Linked DNA regions of Sus scrofa: region 1 is linked to region 2. The links are chromatin contacts, called in public Hi-C maps. All regions are on one chromosome and are shown on one strand. The core of a region is the stretch at or near the end of the contact, and the rest is flanking DNA. Distances in the headings are between cores, read along the strand shown. Region 1 holds the start of PWWP2A (PWWP domain-containing protein 2A). Region 2 overlaps LOC106506541 (a long non-coding RNA gene).

What was found. Hi-C and Micro-C count contacts between places; a contact is called where the count stands out from the background.
Region 1: a Hi-C map of retroperitoneal adipose tissue shows a contact between it and region 2, with 1.5 times the contacts expected there. The contact joins the promoter of PWWP2A here to the enhancer-like site in region 2. A contact is called at or near these places in 7 of 47 Hi-C or Micro-C datasets (embryonic fibroblasts, fibroblasts, heart right ventricle and 4 more) and 1 of 2 datasets of contacts at active chromatin or transcription factors (skeletal muscle).

What each region holds. Positions count from the first base shown.
Region 1 is chr16:63,408,538-63,411,609 of Sscrofa11.1, reverse strand. PWWP2A (PWWP domain-containing protein 2A) reads right to left here and starts at 1,712. Exons shown (of 4, transcript XR_002339711.1): 1 at 1,043-1,712.
Region 2 is chr16:63,344,602-63,347,639 of Sscrofa11.1, reverse strand. It overlaps LOC106506541 (a long non-coding RNA gene), which reads right to left. Exons shown (of 4, transcript XR_002339716.1): 3 at 2,093-2,466; 4 at 171-1,379. Among named protein-coding and RNA genes, the nearest start is that of FABP6, 42 kb to the right of the region's middle. Within about 2 kb of position 1,544, at least 16 of the 83 cell types and tissues checked have an H3K27ac peak or open chromatin away from gene starts, as enhancers often do. A contact at or near this core is called in retroperitoneal adipose tissue and subcutaneous adipose tissue, where this site is marked.

The DNA of each region.
Region 1 (3,072 bases), core at 463-2,962, 64 kb before region 2:
TCCCATCTTCTCCCATGCTTCAATTATGTATCCCAAATGAGGAAAGATTCTTAGGTCTGGACGGGAGGGCAAGCAGCTAAAAGTAAAACATACTAAAATTAACCATTTCTAAACAGGTGAGACACTAAGTGTGTGCTGTTGCAGGAAACAGAATGAAGAGCCGTGAATGGGAGTCTCTGCACTTCATATCTGCAAAAGAAGAGAATAAAAAGGTTAAGGTAACTCTAGACCTAGAAGAAAGTATCTTCTTCACCTGTTTAAAGTAATGCCCAAACAATTAAAAAAGGAAAATGTGGTACAAGAGGCTGGCTATTGAGTTCACACCCAAACGTTGTGGGTGAACTCAACCATTTAAACTGTATCGTTTGAGAAGTTAGTATTTGAATACTTTTATACCACATCTCGATACTAAAGGTTAAAAAAAAAAACATCTCTTCTTTAGACTTTTCTTAAAGCCATCATCATGATGAACCAAATATGCTTCCATACTGAACTTATCTAGGGGGAATTAGTTCTAACTAAGAATAACAGTCAAGGATCTCATTTTTAATAAATGCTTTTCCCTTTATAAGGAGTGACAGCCTTTTGGGAGTCCCAAAGCACACACCCCTTTTTTCAACCTCATTCAAGGCTAATTTGAGAACAGGGCAGTATCCCCCATCCAGCACCCCGTTCTCTGCAAAAAGCCTTCTGCATTTTGCATTAACCCATCCACCCTTGTGTGGGTGAGCCAGGGCCAGGTCATAGGAAAAGGCCGAGGCTGGGGGTGAGACCCGCAAGGCCGTCAACACCCGCGCCCCCGACCCGGCGGGACACCTGCACTCGCGGGCGTCCACCTGGGGCAGGGCCCGCCCTCCTGCGGCCCCACGCGCCTGCCCCTCTCGGAGCACGCGCCACGCGCCGCGCGGGACCCAAGGGCGGTACAGGCAGCAGGGCGCCTAAGAGGCGGGAGCCCGAAGTGAAGGGGCCGCCCAGGCTCGATCCCTCCCCGGGGACCGTGGGGGCCGGGGCGCCCGGGGGCGTGCTGGGGAGGACGCGGTACCTTTTGGACAGATCCATCAGGACCCCCGAGAAGAGCTTCTCCCCGAGGCGGAACGACACGACGAGCGCGTCCTCAATGATGTGGTCCAGCGTGACCCGCACCTCCGAGCCGGGGATCAGTTGCGACACCGCGGAGTCCCCGCCCGCCGGCGGCACGAGCGCAGGGGCTGCTGGCTGGGGCAGCGGTAGTTCCTGGCGCTCCTCGGGAGCTGGGGGCTGCTCGGGCGGCGGTGCAGGGGAAGGTGGAAGGTCAGGCCCCTCCTGAGACGCGGCTGCCGTCAGCTCCACAACACCGGCAGGCAGTTCGTCCGCCTCCAGCTCCAGCTCCGCCGCCTCCGGGCTGCAGGCGAGCTCCCCCGGCGGCGGCGGTGGCGGCGGGAGCGGGGGCTCGTCGGCCTGAGGAGAGGACTGCTGCCCGTCGGCCTCGGCGTCCGGCACAGATGCTTCAGTGGCCGTGACCGGGAGCGGGTCAGTGCCGGCCTCGCTGCCGGGGATGGGCTCCATCTCCGGCTCGGCCTCGCCGGCGCCCCCCTCCCCGGGGGACGCTGCAGTCGCTGCCGCCTCTGCAGCCACAGCCGCCATTTTCTTCCTGGCTTCTCCCTCCTCCAACTCCGGCTGCTGCTGCGGCGGCGGCGGCAGCGCTGCTGGGTTCCCCGGGCCTTCCCCGCCCTCACGCTAACAGTTTTGTCCCGCCCTTACCCCCCCCATGCTCGCTATTGGCACTGCGCCATTGGTTCCGTCCTACACCCCTCCCGCACTTGTGACATTCCACTGGTCAAATCAGGACGTCTATCACCCAGTCCATCCCTCCCATGCAGAGTAGGAACTTCTCATTGGCCGGGCGAGTTGTCAAATGTGGTATCTTAGAGGAGGAGTTGGGGACGGGCTCAAAGGGGGCGGGGGAGTCACCGAAGCTGAGCCTTATACTTAGCTCCTCTTTCTATTGGCTGGAGGAGAAAATAACGTCTTACAGTTGGTCTACCCTCCTGCCCATTATCAGCCGGTTTTTCAGAGGTGGAGTAAACGAGGGAATCACGTGGCGTTCCTACTCTTTCAAAGGCGACCGAGGGGTGGAGAAACGAAGTAATAAGGGAGGGGAACCGCCTCCCAGGAATCCCTGCGCAGAGGTCCTTAGAATAAATGTTATTTCTAGGCGCAGACCTGCTTGCTGCCGCGTGTGGGCACAGGCTTCTTTGAGAGGGACAACTAAAAGTTTGAAGATAATTCTAAAAAACAGTTTTTGAGCTCCTACCATGCAAGGCACTTGCACGGGAATAGAATAGAATAATGTGTAAGACATTCCCATAACCTCACTGCAGCTGCTCAAGCTCCCACAAAAAGTGTTTCCTCGACGTCGCTCTACTTTCTAGGAACAATGCACCTACTTATTCCAAAGTAGGAAAATGCTAACGAATCTCTTGCGAAGGAGGGCATTAAGAATCCTAAAGTGTCACTGAAGCAGCCTGGGTCGCTGCCACGGCCTGAGTTCAATCTCTGGCCAGACAACTTACATAGGCCTCAGGCGCAGGGAAAGGAAGAGGGAAGGAGAGAGAAAGGAAGGAAGAAAACAGGAAGGACACCATGCACACTAGATTAAGCTGATGATTGTCAGCTTAATGTATGTCAGAGAGCAGTCCTGGACTTTCTTGTGAACACTACTTTTTGGAAAGTGGTGACACCTGGCTCCTTGCTCCAGCTTTTTTCGTTCCGGGCCTCTCCTATGCCACAGGTGCAAAAAATCCTCTCTCTTCACCGCCCTAATGCTCCTACTTCTCTGTTCCCATTTTGTTTCTTCACTTGTGTAGAAGAATCTATTGAACCCATTTCTGACTAATTGCACCTCAGATTGAGTCTTTTCTCCAGAAGAGACTGTAGGCACTGAGAATGCCTACAGCAAAGAGAGAAAAGTTACCAGCTTTAGGTGGAGTGAAAAATGAAATTCTAAAGATTACTTACAGCTAATGTTTATTGAGCACCTCCTACGTGTAGGCATTAATACAAACACTTAGTATAATATCTCATTTCATCCTT
Region 2 (3,038 bases), core at 295-2,794:
TGAGCTGTGGTGTAGGTCACAGACGTGGCTCGGATCAAGCATTGCTGTGGCTGTGGTGCAGACCAGTGGCTGTAGCTCCCATTAGACTCCTAGCCTGGGAACCTCCATATGCCACAGGTGTGGCCCTAAAAAGCAAAATAAATAAATAAATAAATAAATAAAAAGTGATGCAGCTACATCTGGGACACTTTCCTCTCATTCTCCAGCCACCGCTGGGAGAAGTCCAAGCCACTTGGAGGGGCCCTGTATGGGCGCTGCGGTCCACAGAACCACCTGACCTCCAGCTCCAGCTGACATGAGGTCTCTTGGAAGTTCAGCCCCAGTCGAGCATTCACATGACTGCACCCTCAGCTGCCATGTGACCACAACAACTTCAGAGACCCTAAGTGAGAACCACCCATGTGAACCAAATCAGCACATAGAAGAGACAATAAAACATTGCAAGAGACAATAACACACTGTTATTTCAAGCCCCTGAGTTTGGGGGTAGTTGTGTGTGTGTGCATGGGTGTGAATATTAACTAGACCACATTGTGTGTGTGTGTGTGTGTATTTTTTTCTTGGCTGCTCTTATGGCATGTGGAAGTTCCCAGGCCAGGGATCGAATCCGTGCTGTAGTTGCAGCCTGAGCCACAGCTGCATCAATGCTGGATCCCTAACCCACTGTGCCACAAGGGCACTTCCTAGAACACACATTATGAACATAGATCACATATATTACCTACTCAAAATTAGTAATATCTTCCTTGTAACCATACAGGGATGGTGCTAAATGTAAAATGTGCAGTATCTCATTTATTTCTCACAAGTTCACTGTAGTCATCTCCGTTTCAGAGATGGGAAAACTGAAGCTCTGAGGGGTTCTTTGGTTACTGCCCAAGATCACCCCTCACAAAAGGCAGCCCCGGGATATGAAACCGGGAGGCCTCTCTGGCCCTGGGCTAGCCCCTGGGAACCTGCTCTCGCTCCCTGCCCCCCGTGGGCCTCACCTTCCCCCATGAGGAGTAGGGGAACAGGGGAGGAGTGGGAACTCACAGCCCACAGGGGCCTGATCAGTAACACAGAGGGGAGAAGTGGGCGTGGTGGGCTCAGCCCTGGGAAAGCCTGCTCAGCGTTGCCAGATTGTTAGATTTTTAAATAGAATCCAGAAATCAGATTTTCATGTGCAATCCATTCCTGTTTTAACACTGGCAACTGGATTTTTTTTTTTTTTTTTTTTTTTTTTTCATGTGTAGACTGAAAAGCAAAACAAAAACAAGAGCCTGTGGATTTGCCTCTCTGGACAAGAAGATCTCCAAGGAGTCTTCGGCGCAGACATCCTGACTTTCCACAGAGCCTCTCCAGGGAGACAGCGCAATTCCAATCTCAAGAGGCTCAATCTGAGGAAGGAGAGGGAAGGATGAAGACGAGAGGCCCCAGCTTCTCCTGCCGCTTCCCTCCCCGCAGGGAGGGGGACACAGTGGGTGCCGGGAAGCCGGGCCACAGGGAGCCACAGCAGTGCTGGAGAGCAGCTGAGCCTGCCGTCAATCAGCCGCCATGGGCTGCCCCCCTTCCCAGAGCTGTCTGTCCACTCCCTGGGGCTGCTGGAGGCAGGCGGGGCACCAGGGGAGACTGGATTTCCGCTGCTGCGGGCACCACCCCCGCCCATACCGGCCCTCTTCTCCACCTCCCTGCTCACCCCACCGCTTTTCCAGTGGGAACCCTGCCCCTGCCTCCTCCCCTGATCGACCCTCCTTAGCAGAGGGGATTGATCTAGTCCTCAGCTGTCTCTTGGGGCCTCTGCCCCCACCCCCCACCCCACAGTGTCTTCCCCACTCCCTCCTCAGCCTGCGGCCTGTTCCATCTTCACTGACTTGTCTTCCTCTGAGATCCAGCCAGGCAGAGCACAGCGGCGTGATTGATGAGCTAGGGAGCTCTGGCTGGCAGGCCAGTGGGCAGCCAGCCAGAGCCATGGCTCTCACAAGATAGCAGAGCTGCCCCTGGGAGAGCCCCCAGCTACCAAGATTCTCCCTGGGGTCACCCCTCTGCCCAGACTGACATGGCAGCCACTCTGTCCAGAGCAGATAACCCCAAGGGCCACTGGGTACCATACCTGGCACGCAACGGTCCTTCATTTGATGAGAGCGCTCTGTTCTCTCTCCATTCCAAAAACAGAGACCCAAGAAAATAAAGGCAGTGAACGCCTTAAAGCTGGAAACATTGTCATTCAGCCATGCCACTGAGTCCAGGTGTCTGTAATTTGTTCATTCATTCATTCCTGCAACATGAGGGTTTGCTCTGAGGATCACCACTTCATTGTAATTCTAGTGTGGTGTCGAGGGGCAGACTGGTTTGAATTCAGGCTCCATCGCTTCCTGGCTACATGACCTTGAGCATGTCACATCACCTCTCTAGGCTGCAGCTTCTTTCTCGTGGTTACTGCTGTGAGATTGTCAGATAACACACGTAAAGTTTTTTGGACAGGGCCTGGCAGATAAAAGAGATCCAGAAATGTTCTCATTCAACAAGTAACTGAGGGCCTACCACGTGCCAGGTTCAGGGGCTACAGCTCCAGAGCCAGGCAGATAAGATCCCTGCTCTCACGTAGCCTGCCTTGGAGAGAGGGAAGACTGACAGAAAACACCTAACTGAGCAGACAAACAGGAAAGAGCAGGAGAGCTAACAGGTCACAGGATGGTGAGTGGTGGCCAGGAGCCATGGGGGGTGGGGCGAGGGTAGGCCTGTGGACCCCTCCAAGGAGGTGATACTGGAGTAGAGTTGGGATGAGAGCACAGCCAGGTGAAAATCTGGGGAAATAGCTTTTTAGGTAGAGGGAAGAGCACATGGGAAGGTTCTGAGGCAGGCATAAACATTGGAATATGTAAGAAACCAAAAAAGAAGAGGGAGGGGCCAGCGTGGCTAGAAGAGCAAAACAGAAAGCATAGGAGATGTACTGGGAGACCTAGACAGGCCAGAGCAGCAAGGATGCGTAGCCTGGACACAGGCCTAATTGCAGATGCCATGGCGGGTACAGGATGGTCTGAGAGGCAGAGGAAACA